Linked DNA regions of Sus scrofa: all the other regions are linked to region 3. The links are chromatin contacts, called in public Hi-C and HiChIP or PLAC-seq maps. All regions are on one chromosome and are shown on one strand. The core of a region is the stretch at or near the end of the contact, and the rest is flanking DNA. Distances in the headings are between cores, read along the strand shown.

Evidence for each region. A called contact is a pair of places that touch in the nucleus more often than the background predicts. HiChIP or PLAC-seq counts read pairs in DNA pulled down with a chosen protein or histone mark.
Region 1: a Hi-C map of skeletal muscle shows a contact between it and region 3, with 4 times the contacts expected there. The contact joins two enhancer-like sites. A contact is called at or near these places in 6 of 47 Hi-C or Micro-C datasets (embryonic fibroblasts, fetal skeletal muscle, heart right ventricle and 2 more) and 2 of 2 datasets of contacts at active chromatin or transcription factors (alveolar macrophages and skeletal muscle).
Region 2: an H3K27ac HiChIP or PLAC-seq map of skeletal muscle shows a contact between it and region 3. The contact joins the promoter of HES1 here to the enhancer-like site in region 3. A contact is called at or near these places in 5 of 47 Hi-C or Micro-C datasets (alveolar macrophages, embryonic fibroblasts, fetal skeletal muscle and 2 more) and 2 of 2 datasets of contacts at active chromatin or transcription factors (alveolar macrophages and skeletal muscle).

The regions. Positions count from the first base shown.
Region 1 is chr13:131,156,577-131,160,871 of Sscrofa11.1, forward strand. No RefSeq gene overlaps it. Among named protein-coding and RNA genes, the nearest start is that of HES1, 23 kb to the left of the region's middle. Within about 2 kb of position 2,420, at least 28 of the 83 cell types and tissues checked have an H3K27ac peak or open chromatin away from gene starts, as enhancers often do. A contact at or near this core is called in skeletal muscle, where this site is marked.
Region 2 is chr13:131,132,555-131,137,387 of Sscrofa11.1, forward strand. HES1 (hes family bHLH transcription factor 1) reads left to right here and starts at 3,416. Exons shown (of 4, transcript NM_001195231.1): 1 at 3,416-3,530; 2 at 3,678-3,773; 3 at 4,027-4,114; 4 at 4,757-4,833. The coding sequence starts at 3,423. LOC102164131 (a long non-coding RNA gene) reads right to left here and starts at 3,025. Exons shown (of 8, transcript XR_002337825.1): 1 at 1,958-3,025; 2 at 300-439.
Region 3 is chr13:131,245,443-131,249,973 of Sscrofa11.1, forward strand. All of the region lies in intron 1 of LOC110256390 (a long non-coding RNA gene), which reads right to left. Among named protein-coding and RNA genes, the nearest start is that of CPN2, 90 kb to the right of the region's middle. Within about 2 kb of position 1,334, at least 7 of the 83 cell types and tissues checked have an H3K27ac peak or open chromatin away from gene starts, as enhancers often do. A contact at or near this core is called in skeletal muscle, where this site is marked.

The sequences.
Region 1 (4,295 bases), core at 1,170-3,669, 88 kb before region 3:
TGAAGGCTGTTTCTCATGTTTTGCTTTTTCCCCTTGGTTGAAACATTTAAGTAACTGAATGCATAATTTTTTGCAGACCCCATGCTAAAAGAGCCATCAAAACCAAAATTCACATGATGTCCACAAAACTGCTCTTGACTATGAACATGAAATATTCCCTCCAGAAATAGACTGGATGTGAACGGAGTCATAAATTGCTGTTGAAGGAAGTCTGTGCTCACATCTCTGGAAATGAACATTAAAAGGCCTGGGGCCCCCAAGTCTGCTCCAGCTGGAGTCCTCATTCCCTAAGTCTTGTCTATCAACTTGATCCAGCTTGATTCTAATTTGGTTTGAGAGCCTACTTCTGCTGTTTGCATATATTTGAGTGTCTATTAAGGCCTAATAGTACTTTCTGCTCGTGTAACAGGTACATCAAGTGTCTAAAGGCACTTCTCCTTGCCAGACCCCAGGGTCTGGGGCTTTTCTGAGAAAACCCACCAATGAAGCTCGAAAGCTCATGGCTCCTGGCTGCCTAGAGTTCTGGTCTCTGGTCTCCATCTTTTCATACTTCCAACGTTAAACTTACTGAGCACCTACTATGTGCTGTACTACATCACTGTGAAGAGACAGATGAATGAGATGCTGCTCTCTCCACCGCTGGAGAATTTAGGTATAAATAAAGAATTTTCTAAAGGGGGCCCCTAAGGTGGATTCAAGCCAAAAAAAAAAAAAAAAGAGTTTTTTGTTTTTGCTTTTTTTTTTTGCTCTTTTTAGAGCCACACCCATGGCACATGGAGGTTCCCAGGCTAGGGCTCAAATCAGAGCTACAGCTGGTGCCCTACACCACAGCCACAGCAATGTGTGATCAGAGCCATGTCTACAACTTACACCACAGCTCACGGCAATGCTCAATCCTTAACCCACCGAGTGGGGCTAGGGATCGAACCCAGGTACTCATGGACCCTAGTCGGGTTTACTTCCACTGTGGACCCTAGTCAGGTTCACTTCCACTGAGCCACGACGGGAACTCTAAGAGCTTCTTTTTTGAAAGGCTGGGGATGCCAGGCAGTTTGGCAGATGAGAGCAGAGGGAGAAGAGAAGAGGTTAGAAGAGGCTCCAGGGCTGGGTGTGATTTCCAGTGGGAAGGCAGAGAAGGACCAGGTCTGACTGGTTTCATGTGCTAATGAGTCACGGCCCTGAGTCAATCCTTGTCCAGGAAAAGCTGCCTCTTTAAATTCCCTGGAGGGGGCCTGGTGGAGCCCAAAGCTGACCTGGAGATGGGCACTGCTCCAACTCCTGGTCACCTTGGCGATGTCACCTGCCCTCACTGAACTCCAGTTTCTTTATCTGTAAAATGGGAGCTTTGAATGATGTGGTCCTGGGGTTCCTCCAACTTGGAGCCCCAAATCCCCTGAATTGCCCTCCCCAGAGGCCTGCCCCCCCTTGAATGAGAGTCAATAGGTGCATACAATGTGAGTAGCTGAGTGACTGGATTTTGGGTTTCAGGTGACCTGACAGCAGCAGGCATTTCCCTGCCACCTCCGGGTCAGCTTCTCTCCTCTCCCTGTGGCTCTGTATTTCTTTGAGCTGGGGGAGGCTGTTATGGAATCCAGTGTAGGCTCAGACCTGGAGGTCACCCACCTCAAGGGAGTCAGGGAGCTCCCTCTTACCTCCCCTCCCCCCGGGCCATGGACAGAGTGGCCAGCCTGGGCCTGTGGGTCTGGACAGTGACCCTTCTGTAGGATTGGTCCCCTTTCCTTCTGTCCTGTGGGAGGCTAGTCTTCTTAGTTCTGAAGAGTGTCCCTGGGTACAGTTAAGGAGGTGGTGAAGGCGGGAAGAGGAAATCTTGAAGGGGACCCAGGGCTGCCTGGAATTGTCCCAACCTCTGAGTGAGAGAAGAAAAAAACAAAAAATCTCTGAGTTGGGGTGAGGAAGGTTGTTTAAAGGCAGCAGCGAATTGGGGTGAAAGAGCGGGGTGGTGGGTATGGAGAGAGAAAGACACAGGACATGAGACTGATATGGTATTCTGAGAGCACAAAGCTGGACGCCGGTTCCTGTCCCACAGCTGGATCTCAGGGCTCAGGCTGAGACTCTCAATATCTTGATCTCTCTTTCATCCTCCCTTCCCCTCAGCCCCCCCCCCCATCTTCTGTTGCTTCCGTGGTTTGCATTATCTTCTGCCAAGCCCCTCGGGACCTGCCATAAGTCTTACCCCCACTCCAGGAACTGTGCACAGACGCCACTGAGAACAGAGCCCTCCACGCCAGAAACAGCACACGGGCTTCTGCTCAGCCTCTGTGGCCTTGGACCAGCTCCCGGGAAGGGCCCCTGCCTGGTGACAGGCACCCACACAGCCTGCCTCACAGAGGCTGCACTGTGGGGAGCCCCTACCTCCCAGAGGAACAGGCAGGCGTGCTCACAGCCACCCCTCGGCCTAGGCTCAGCCAGGTCCAAGGCACAAGGCTTCTCTCCCAAGGGACTAAGCTCGCAACTCACTGACCTTGAGAAAGTTATTTTTGTCTCTGCAGACTTCCCTTTCCCTGTTTTTAAATAGATCGGAGATTTATGCAGCTTAATTCATAAAGAAGCTTCATGGAAAAAGCCTGACTTTTTCTGAAGTGTTTTGGTTTCCTGAGAAGAACCCAAGGTTCCAGGAAACCTCCTGGAGCTGTCACAGACGCATGTGTACACGTACACACACACACACACACACACACACACACACACACACAGTGCACAGACTGGCCCCCAAGCTCACACTACACCACACTGATTCCTAACTGGGCGGGGATGCCCCGGGACAGGGACATGGCTTTGTGCGCTACTGGGTCCCCTACAATGTAGTGGGGAATAAAGTTTTGGAATAAAGTTAATGCTCAATACATGTGTATTGAATGAATGTGCTTGACACACACTGCCCGTGTCCCCTCGGCCCCCCTCTCCCCGCCAGGTGCTGGCCACTGTGCCCTTAAGCTGCTCACGGTCCAGGAGAGAGACAAGCTCATAAACAAATACAGCCAATACAGAGTGTTAAGGGCCAGCAGGACAGAAGAGAGCGCACAAGAAGGCTCAGAGGAGGAAGAGAGGGTTCAGCTCTGCCCCGTGGGGGTGTGGGGACAGGAGGCTGAAGGCTCTGAGCATTGATGGAAGGGTGGGATTTCATTAGCCTGATAAGAGGGGTGGTGAGGGGTGGTGCTGATGGCAGAGAGCTTTCCTTCCTTAGTAGGAAAACGTGTTCAAAAGCAGAGAGCCCTGAAACAGCATGGAAATCAGGGAGGCAGGGTGCTAGGAGATGGGGGGAGGGCGGGGGACGAGGGGCTGGATGGGGAGGATTGGATCCTGTAGGTCATTATGTTGGAGTTCCCGCTGTGGTGCAACGGGATTGGCAACGTCTCTGCAGGACCAGGATGCAGGTTCGATCCCTGGCCCGGATCCAGCGTTGCAATAGCTGGGACATAGGTCACAACTGCAGCTGGGATCTAATCCCTGGCCGGGTAATTCCATATGCCACAGGGCAGCCCAATACATACATACATACATACATAAAGACATTATATCCCAGTGTTTTCTAGGGATTCCTATGCTGAACTTTGACCTTCTTGGGACCTTAAACTGTAATAGTCTTACTCTTCTCTCTGCTGACTGAGAATCTATACAAGCATGATGGGCTTACACACACCCTCCCCGTAACTCTGAGACTCCCCCCACTCCCACGTCTGTCTCTACACCAGGGCCCCTATGTTGGAAAGCGTTACTTGGGAGGATCATTTAATCTATCATCCAAACTGCTTCAGTTTGGGGAGTGAAAGGGGTCACTATGAATAACTGGACCAGGGCAAGGAGCAAGAACTTGGACTATTCTGGGCAAACCAGGCTGTCGGGTCGCTCTAGCTAAGGTCTTAGGCTGCCAGTGGAGGGTTGTATAGAGGTAAACGGTGCAATCAGATTTGTGTTATTAGAATTGAGTTACTCTCTCCCTTTCATTTCTTTACAGAACAAAGGGAGAAAGAAGATAAGGATGGTTCACATGGTCTTGGAGGCCCTTTCCAGCGTGGCATTCTTCATAGATTTATATCTGGTAGGCAATTGAATGGTGAGAAGGGGTAGATAAAACCTAACCTCAAGGAAGTTTGGGAGGCGGACTGCAAGTCAACCTAAACCATGAAGATCCATACCAATATCCTGTGTTTTTAGTTGAAACCCAATGAAAGCGCCCAAGAAAAACACTCCCAAGGAAACTCCACTCATCCACCCCTCCAGGAAGGGAAAGGCGATGCCCATGAAAACATTCCATTGAAATTAAAGCCCTGCTG
Region 2 (4,833 bases), core at 2,166-4,665, 110 kb before region 3:
CAAAGCCATCATTTTAGAGGAGAACCTCAATGTCCTTCCTCTGTTCAAGAGCATTTCCCAGCTCTCTATTATCTCAAGTTAAATCCTCAGTCAATTAGCAGGCTGTTTAAAGGGCCTCAAGCCTCCTCCTCCTCCTCCAGACCCTTCTTATACTCCTGTCTGTCACACACTCTGGGCTCCAGACCATGTCCCCTGAATAAGGAAGGACCTCAAATTCCAGAGTCTAGGCTTTCGATGCCATGGCTACTGCCATCCTCCCCAGCCCATGTCTCACCACATTTCCAATGCCCCGGTCTTACCTATTTTTCCTGATACAAAGCACAGGCCACTTCCTCCAGGAAGTTTTCCAGGATACTCCAATTTGCGAGTAATTCAATTATCCTAAACTTCCACAGGATTTTACTTCTGTTTAGACACCTGTTTCTCTTGAACTCAGGACCTACCAAAGGAACATATGGGGAGATAGGTAGATGTCAGCAGTATTTATTGAGTACAGTATCTCTAGGCCGTAGGCTTCTTGAGGGCAATGACTACTGTATTCATCCCTGTACTCCCCACGCAGACCAGCAAGAGTGCGACCCACACAGGTGTGGTTCCCCATTTCTTTTAGGTTCTCCTGATCTCTTGGGCCATTATCCAAGCCCCAAGAGAAAGACATAATACAGGAATGACCAGTCATCAATCAGAAAATCAGAGTCTGCCTGCAGAGTGGAGGTAAACTCCTTGCAGGCTGCCACTGTATCTCCAGTGGCAATCCGAAGGTTTAACACAGGGCCTGGCACAGAGCATACACTCCATGGTGAAAGGAAGAGAAGGGCTTGGCCAAGGTCACCCAGAGTCAGGAACCGCTGAATCTCATCCGGGACGAAAGCTGGTGAAATCATTTATAACATTATCTCAGTGGGGAACTCAGAGGAAGGAAGGAATGAAGTGACTGAGAAACGTGTGCCAGGCCTCCGGCGGCCTCTAGGCCTCGGAGGGCGGGGGGTGGGGGTGGAACATCAAACAAGACGCTCGGCTCCTGGGCTGCCCCGGGCCGCCCGAGACGCGCGCCGAGCTCCGGGGAGGCGGGAAGGGCGGAGGGGGTAGGGGCCAGGAGGCCGGCGACCCGGGCAGGCGGGCAGGAGGGACGAAGGGAAGGGGGAGGCGGCGGCGGCCGGCCGGCCGGGGCTGTACGAGAGTCGCCCGCCCCGCGCGGCAAATCCCCCAGGGAGGCCGCCGCCAGAGCCCTGGCGCTCCCGGCCCGGCGCCCGCCACGTGGCACCCGGCGGCGGCGGCGGCGGCTCCTCCCGGCGCGCGGCCCGGCCAGCCGGCAGCACGCAGCCGCCCGCACCGCCCGCCTCCTCCCGGCCGCCCGCCGGCGGCCTCCCGGGCGCAGCGAGGGGGAGCTGCCCGGCCGCCCTGGACCCGGGGAAGGGGCGGGTGGAGCGAAGCCGCTTTAACCGCAGCCGCCCAGCGGAGGCAGGAGGCTGACCCGGCCGCTTCCTAAGTGCGGTCAGGCATCTCGTGACCGCGGCGGGCGCCGGGGGCCCCGCGGGGGAGGGAGGGCGGGTGCAAGGAGCAAACAAGAAGGCCCCTCCCCCTCCCCCGGGCTGTTGCTAGTGAGGCCCTGGGCAGAGTTAAAACCCCAAGCCCGAAATCAAGGGTGGAGGGGGGGTTGGAATAATCCCCCACTCTCCACCCCAGGGCGTGCGCTCCCCGCCCGGAAGGGCTGACCTTGGCCCGGGGGAGGTGTGGGGGGGGCGGGTGGTAAGCGCCGGGGCTCGGCTCCCCGCCCGCCGCCCCCTCGGATTCCTGGCCCGGCGGGGGCCGGAGGAGGGGGGGCCCCGGACACACACACACACACACACACACACACACACACACACACACCCCACACGCAGCGCGCGCCAATGAGCCCCGGCCAGGCGCTGGGGGCGGGGTTTTCCCAGGCTCGAGCACAGCAGCTGCTATTTACCTTCTTGGCTTCTCCCGGGGACCAGGAACCAGCCCCCGCGCTCCGCCGCCCGCCGCCGCCCCCCGCCTCCCTGCCCCCGGGGCGCGCGCACACACACTCACACACGCACGCACACACACATCCTCCCGGCCCGGCCGCAGCCGCGGCGGCAATAAAACATCCTGGCACGTGCTTCGGCTCCAGGCGCGCCCTCGCCGGCCGGCTGATGTCAAACTGCAGCTCGGCTGGTGTAGCTCTTAAAGGGCCCGCGCGCGACGGGTGTCGAGGTTGCCCTGGTCGCTCGCGGGGCGAGAAGGAGGGAGCGGCTGCCACTCGGCTCGCCACCTCTATGTGCAGCAAAACTGAGAGCCCACGGGTGGAAAGGGAAAGGGTGGCCAGGACGCGCGCGCGTCCCTGAGGCATTGCCATCAAAGCCCTCCTTGTTCATCTTTCATTTGAAATTCCATTTCCTTTCTGCTCAGTTGGAAATTATTCTGATTGTTTCCTGGGGAAGCGCTAGGTTCAAGGCCTCAACTCCGTAACAGAAATGAGAGACAGGCTGGGGTAGGGGTGGAGGGCGGGGATCAAAAACCACTTTGCTCTGAAAAACCTGCAAATGTAAGTAAGATGGAGGCACTTTTTCCTTTTCTGCATGCAGAAAGGAATTTTGTCCTTTTTCTGCATGGTCGACTTTCACCCCCCACCCCCGGAATGTGCGGAGTCTGAGCGGGAAATCACTTAGATGTTTCTGTAAGTCACACCCTTGCACATGTTCCCCCTTTTTCTTTTAACCATGCAATTATAATCTTTTATCCCTGTCCTTCTAAACCTTTTTAAAAATATATTTCAAGTGAACTTATTAGTGTCAAAGCAGCTCTATTACACGCGAATGGAAATAAGCAGCAAAGACCCCAGCCTCCAAAGAAATAAACTAGAGTAGATCAAACCCAATGCAGAAAAATCCTCTCTAAAGCAAAGCCCAGTAGGGAGAGTAACAAAGGGTTAAAATCCTTTTGATTGACGTTGTAGCCTCTGGTGCCCCGGGCTCAGGCGCGCGCCATTGGCCGCCAGGCCTTGTGCCTGGCGGCCAATGGGGGGGCGCGGTCCACGAGCGGTGCCGCGTGTCTCCTCCTCCCATTGGCTGAAAGTTACTGTGGGAAAGAAAGTTTGGGAAGTTTCACACGAGCCGTTCGCGTGCAGTCCCAGATATATATAGAGGCCGCCAGGGCCTGAGGATCACACTGGATCCGGGAGCTGGTGCTGATAACAGCGGAATCCCCCGTCTACCTCTCTCCTTGGTCCTGGAATTGCGCTACCGATCACCAAGTAGCCATAAGATATAATAAACCTTCAGCACTTGCTCAGTAGCTTTGCGAAAGTCTCAAGTAAAAGAGACATAAACAAAACAATTTTTTTTGGTGTGAAGAACTCCAAAAATAAAATTCTCTAGGGATTAAAAAAAAAAAAAAAAAAAAAAAAACAGAAAATGCCAGCTGATATAATGGAGAAAAATTCCTCGTCCCCGGTGGCTGCTACCCCAGCCAGTGTCAACACGACACCGGATAAACCAAAGACAGCATCTGAGCACAGAAAGGTAAGGGCAATACCTGTATCTCTCCACAGCCCCTAAGAGATTAAGTCGGGATGGGTGGGGGCTCCTTTCTCCCTTTAAACCCTGGGGTGAAATGTCAAGTCTCATGGGAACTCAGGGCTCTTTTTCCTCCCCCCTCCCCTTTTACAGTCATCAAAGCCCATCATGGAGAAAAGACGAAGAGCAAGAATAAATGAAAGTCTGAGCCAGCTGAAAACACTGATTTTGGATGCTCTTAAAAAAGATGTAAGTGGGTAATATTGCCTTTTTTAATTAAAAAAATTGAAATACTATTTCTTTGGTATTAAGAACCAAACCCCTTTGTCAGCGAGATCTCCCCCGCCTGCACTGCGTTCCCTTAGGCGGGAGGGCTGGGTCTACTCTACCCGGGGTCTGGGGGATGTTGGCGACGCGGCGGAGAGGAGGGACCCCCCACCCCCAGCACTCCGAGGCCGCTGGCAGTCTCTCACGTTCCTCCCTTGCCTCCTTTTCTGTGCAGAGCTCGAGGCATTCCAAGCTGGAGAAGGCGGACATTCTGGAAATGACAGTGAAGCACCTCCGGAACCTGCAGCGGGCGCAGATGACGGGTGAGGGCGGCTGGCCGCGTCCCCCTCTGCGGGCGTCCCTCTCGCCCCGCGGTGATTTCTTCCAGACTTCCGCCCGTGGTTGTGAGAGGCATTCAGCTACATTTTACTGCCTTGGCTCATTCTTGCGTTCCCACGGTCTGGGGCTTATTTATAGCCACAACTCCAAGTTGTTACTGTTCCGGAAAGGGAGGGAGAGAGGTTGTAGTGGCGAGGGCGGCGGGCGGCTTGGCCAGGGGGAAGCGGGTGGGGGCGAAAAGACTTAGAAGCGTGGCGGTCTTTAAGCTGCGCGGAGCCTGGGGTCATCTGGTTTAGCACTCCACTACAGAAGGAAAAATAAGGCTTGGTGGTGGAGAAGGGGGGAAGGGCATTATCCAAGGTCAAATCGCGCGGGGGTTAGGGGGAGGCAGATCTGAGGTTGAGATCGGTTTAAATGGAGCGACTGAGAGCAGAGAGGGAGCGTCTCGGCTTTGGTCGCCAAGCTAGGATGGAGAAGCGATTGTTTTTTCCTAAGCCCATCCTAGTAGCCAGAGGCAGTTCTACGGGCGGGTGGTCAGGGAGGCGCACTGCGGGGACCTCCCAGGGCGGAGGAGGTGGCCTCGGGGCCAGGGACGTTCGGTGACCCGTCTGTCTCCTGGCCCGCAGCCGCGCTAAGCACAGACCCGAGCGTGCTGGGGAAGTACCGCGCCGGCTTCAGTGAGTGCATGAACGAGGTGACCCGC
Region 3 (4,531 bases), core at 84-2,583:
GGTGGCCGCTGTCTGGTGTGTGGTGGAGAGGAGGGAGCACAAGTCCTCAGGGTGTCGTTCAACCCAGAGCAGCTTCTCCCCCTCCCACTTCCTTTCCAACCAGATGGAGCAGCGTGTGCTCTGGAGCCTTGACAGCCTCACGGCTTCCCCGCGGTGGCCCCCAGGACTGCAAACCCCACCTTCCCTCGGTTGCAGAGCCAGCTGAGGGATGGGCAGCACGCCAGGCCCCCTCAGCAGCCCCTGGAGCACACGCCAGTTGCAGACTCTCAGGGAGGGGGCGGGGCTCGCACCAGATCACCGTGACCATGGCCTCCCTTGCAAAGGCCTCCAGATACTGATAACTCATGGCTTCCTCCTGCTCCTGGCTCCCCGGGCTACCTGGCCACAGAGCACAGGTGAGAACTATCTCTAGACTCCTCAATCTCTGGATTCCAAGTGGACCAAAAGGGATCAGTAGAGCAAAACTTCTGCCTTCCGAGAATTCATATTTTAAGACCCCATTAATTAGTAAAACAACGGCGCCTCAAGGCACATCCCCAGCCCCTCAACACAAACACAGTTCCAACAGATGTCTTCCAGGGGCCCCCTCCCCACCTTTCTCGCATGTAAATAAGCTTTCAGAGCTGCCATCAATGTGTGCATACAACTCTGCTTTTGACTCTTCTCGTTCTGCTTTGTATACACTTTCCCATGGATCTGAGTCACCCTGGTGTTGAATATTTCACAGGGCTGCGAAATATATGGAAGACATATTTTGTTTTAGAATCTTAATACCCTGAACATCTGGGTGATACTCCAACAACTGGAGAGATTCTTGCTGATGCTGCAAATCTCCAAATCCACATCCCCTTACAGACAGAAGATGCTGTGTTTTGCATCTGTGCGTACGCACATGAGTTTTCTCCAGCACGGTGGACTGCGGGGTGGGACAGTTAGCGATTTCTTCCCTGGAAGTGGCATGACCTTCAAGAGTTACCGTTGGCTGGGGTTGCGAGTACAGCTCAAATTTATTGGTTTTGATCCCCACACCGTTCCCCACGTAAATTAAAATGTGACATTATTACACCCTCCAACAGCCCACTGGCGACCTTTAGCACTCTCCCCCTCCACAGCCATTATTCAGCATAATTTGACTGGTTTGAGGCAAGGTGGGAGAGTGGGGAGGGTTGGGTGGGGGCAGGGGAAGGCAGAGTCCAAATTAGAAACAGATTTAAGGAGCATTTGCAAGGAATTAGGCAGTGCGCCAGGAGCGCTTGCTGGCAGCATGTGGAACCCCTCTTTAGGGACTGTCAGCTCCTCCTAGGTTTCCACAGCGGATGTTTCCTGGCCAGAGCGCAGCTGGGTTTCAGTTGTCAAACCCACAGCCAAGACATCTGAGAAGGGGGCGAGTGCCTGTGTGCAGCGGGTGTACGAGGCCAGCCCACATGCACGCCTGCGACCCCAAGGATGCGCCCCCACGCGGTTCCACCCATCAGCACCTGCAAAGGCACGCCCTGAATCATCCACGGGCCCCCCAGACATGCGAAGGCATGGATAGACACGGGGGAAAATCAGATCAGGCCCACTGACACGTGTGCACAGCCAGACTTGGGCTGTGTGCCTGCCCACGCCATTTAAGAGGATTTTCAGAGCGGGTTTTTCAGTCCATAGCATCACCACAACCACCACCCCCGAAAGGCTGACTGTGTGACCTTGGGTTAGCCCTTCAACCTCTCTGAACTTCAGTGTCTTCAACTACGAAGTGTAAATAACGGCAGCTGTGGTGATCAGATGAGATAACAAAGGTGAACACCGGGTAAACAGATGTGAGAAGCAGTAAGCGGGGGGCGGTGGCGATTGCGGTGAAGATCGCTAACCTTTGCTTCACAGCCTTTCCGCAGGAGACATACAACACTTCGCTGACTTGATTCTTCGATGAGGAGGGTGTGAGGCCCTTTACATCACGCTGGGCGAGTGAGGTCCCTGGGGTCGACGAGAGGCACGTGCTCACAACTCCCACAGGCACAGCTCCGTGGGCACCTGCCTGGCTGGCTGGCTGGGGACCTTGGGCATGACTAACCGGGCACTGAGGCCGGGGACTCTGCTCTCTCGTCTCCTGCCCTGCACCTCGCGCTCCGCTGCTCTTCCTGCCCCGCTGTCTCCTCCTTCACCCACACTCCTGGTGAGAAATAGCTCCCTGCCATACCTTCTGGGCTTCCCTCCAGTCGCCCCAATTCCCAGAGCAAACCCTGAACCTCTCCAGCTTCTTGTCCACCCAAGGGAGCCGTCTGCCTTTACCTGGGAACCCACTGTGTACAAATAAGCCCTTATTCCGGGGGGCTGTGGAGATGGGGGAGGGTAGCCAGACATGAATTAGATGCCGCCCCTGCCTGGGGGACTCACAGTCCAGTGAGGGGATCAACCCAGCACCAACACTATAGGAGACCCAGTCAGAAAATGCCAGATGGGGACATCAGAGAGACTCTGGGAGGTCAGAACCAGCGAAGCACATCCTGCTTACTGTGCAGGTCAGGTCACTGAACAAAGCACCCCAATATCAGACAAGAACCGGGAGGGGCGATGCTAGCACCCAGATACACGCTTCCAGGGGAGGACTTCCCTGCACGTCAGAGTGACCAGTGCCAAACCCCAGATGGATGGGGTTGGGGGCTGGGGGAGATGTGAGGGTGCAAGGGGTTAGGTGGAGAAGCAGTAATTTCTAGATCTTCATTTAGTCCACAGCAATGCAGGATTTGAGCCACGTGTACGACCTACACCACAGCTCATGGCAACGCAGGATCCTTAACTCACTGAGCAAGGCCAGGGATTAAACCCACAACCTCATGGTTCCTAGTTGGATTCGTTTCTGCTGCGCCATGACGGGAACTCACTAATCCACAAATACTTAAGGAGCACCTCCTGTATGCAGAGTGCTAGGAAGACAGTGACTAATAAAGCAGCGATGCTGCTTCATGGGACTTAGTGTCAAGTGTGAACAACTGATGCACAGTGTAACAGGCAATTCTAGGGCAGCGAGATACATGATCACAGGAATGGGCTGGGTGTGTGGTGTGGGCTCTGAGGCACAGAGCAGCCATCTCATTCAGATGGGAAGACAAGAGAAGGCTTCTGGAAGAGATAGATAGACAGGGAACCAGAAGGAGCTCAGGACAGGCGCCAAGAGTGAGAAGAGAGATGAGATCAGACAGATCACCATGGAAGGTCTACACCAGCTTACTCACTTTCACTCATTGAGTCAATAAATATTATGAGCAAGCACTTGAAAAGTCCTATACTAGGTGCTGAGTCTGCAATGGGGAGCAAGACAGATACGGGTGGTTGAACCAAGGTTGTAAGGTGGGAATGGAGAGAGATCAATAGCTTTGAGAGAGAGAGAGAGAATCCATTTTAACTGGATGGTGGGGCGGGGAGGGAATGATTCAGCTATCAGGTTTATAGCAGGTGCTGAGTGGAGGAGGTGCCCTGGCCGGCAGGAGAGGGCCACACAAAGACAAGTAGGTTGAGGGGGCTGGGGAATGATGAGTCTGCACTGGTCTTGCCTGTCTTGCAGGGCCCGTGGGACAGTGGCAATACCCAGCATCTGAGCTGGGCTGCACAAGGAAAGCTGGTGACCATCCAGACTGGAATGGAACCCCAGCTGAAGACACAGGAGTATTTGAGGAGGTGGCAAGAGATTAGCCAGCTGTCTAGGCCTGGAAGAGTGGGGTTTCAGAGAGAGTTCTAGTCCTAGAGGAGGACTGGGGGACTAAAGGCAAAACGTCAGCTCAATCCAGGCACTTCGGATCCTGGGATTGTGGTAGCAACACAAAGGCCAGTCCCCTTCTGCTGGTAGGCTGGTCAGCCTGGCTGCCCCAACCCCCTGGAGGGAGCTGGGAAGGAGGCACCGGCTCTCATGTGGTAGGTCTGCCCCCCACAGCACACAGCACAGAGCTGGTCAGATAGTAAGGATTCAAGAAATACCCTCCCAGGAGCATGTGGACCCTCTGAGGAAAGCAGGAGACTTGCCATGATGAATGCAGTTCTGGGCCCCCAGTGGGCCCCTCCTGAGTTCTTGAACTGAATTGGAGCTGCTGGCCCCTTCTGGCTGCATTAGGAGAATAATCCCATTTGCTAAATATCCCCTATAAAGATGGCAGCTTTTAGTGCCAACTCCTTCCCTTCTAGAACATAGGCCAGAGGCTTAAAGCTGACACTCTTTGAAATCCCAGACATTAGTCCTACAACTTAGTTCCCTAAAGTACTGCCATTTTGATGAAGTCCAGGCTGACCACTTAAAACAAATACCCTGACATCACAAATCAGGCTGAAGTTTAAGGCCTGGAATAAAGGAGAACAAAAAGTCAACCAAAGATGCAAAGAGGATTTTCAGTTGCTAAAGCCCTTCAGATGGGCCTCCTCTGAAGAGGTTAAGTTCCCAGTTTGTGCCCAAGAAAGACTGTTTCATCAGCAAATACGGCAGGGTGCATGGCCAGCCTGCAGTGATTGGATTCAGTTTTTATTTTCTGTTTTCTTGGTTTTTTTGATAAAAAGT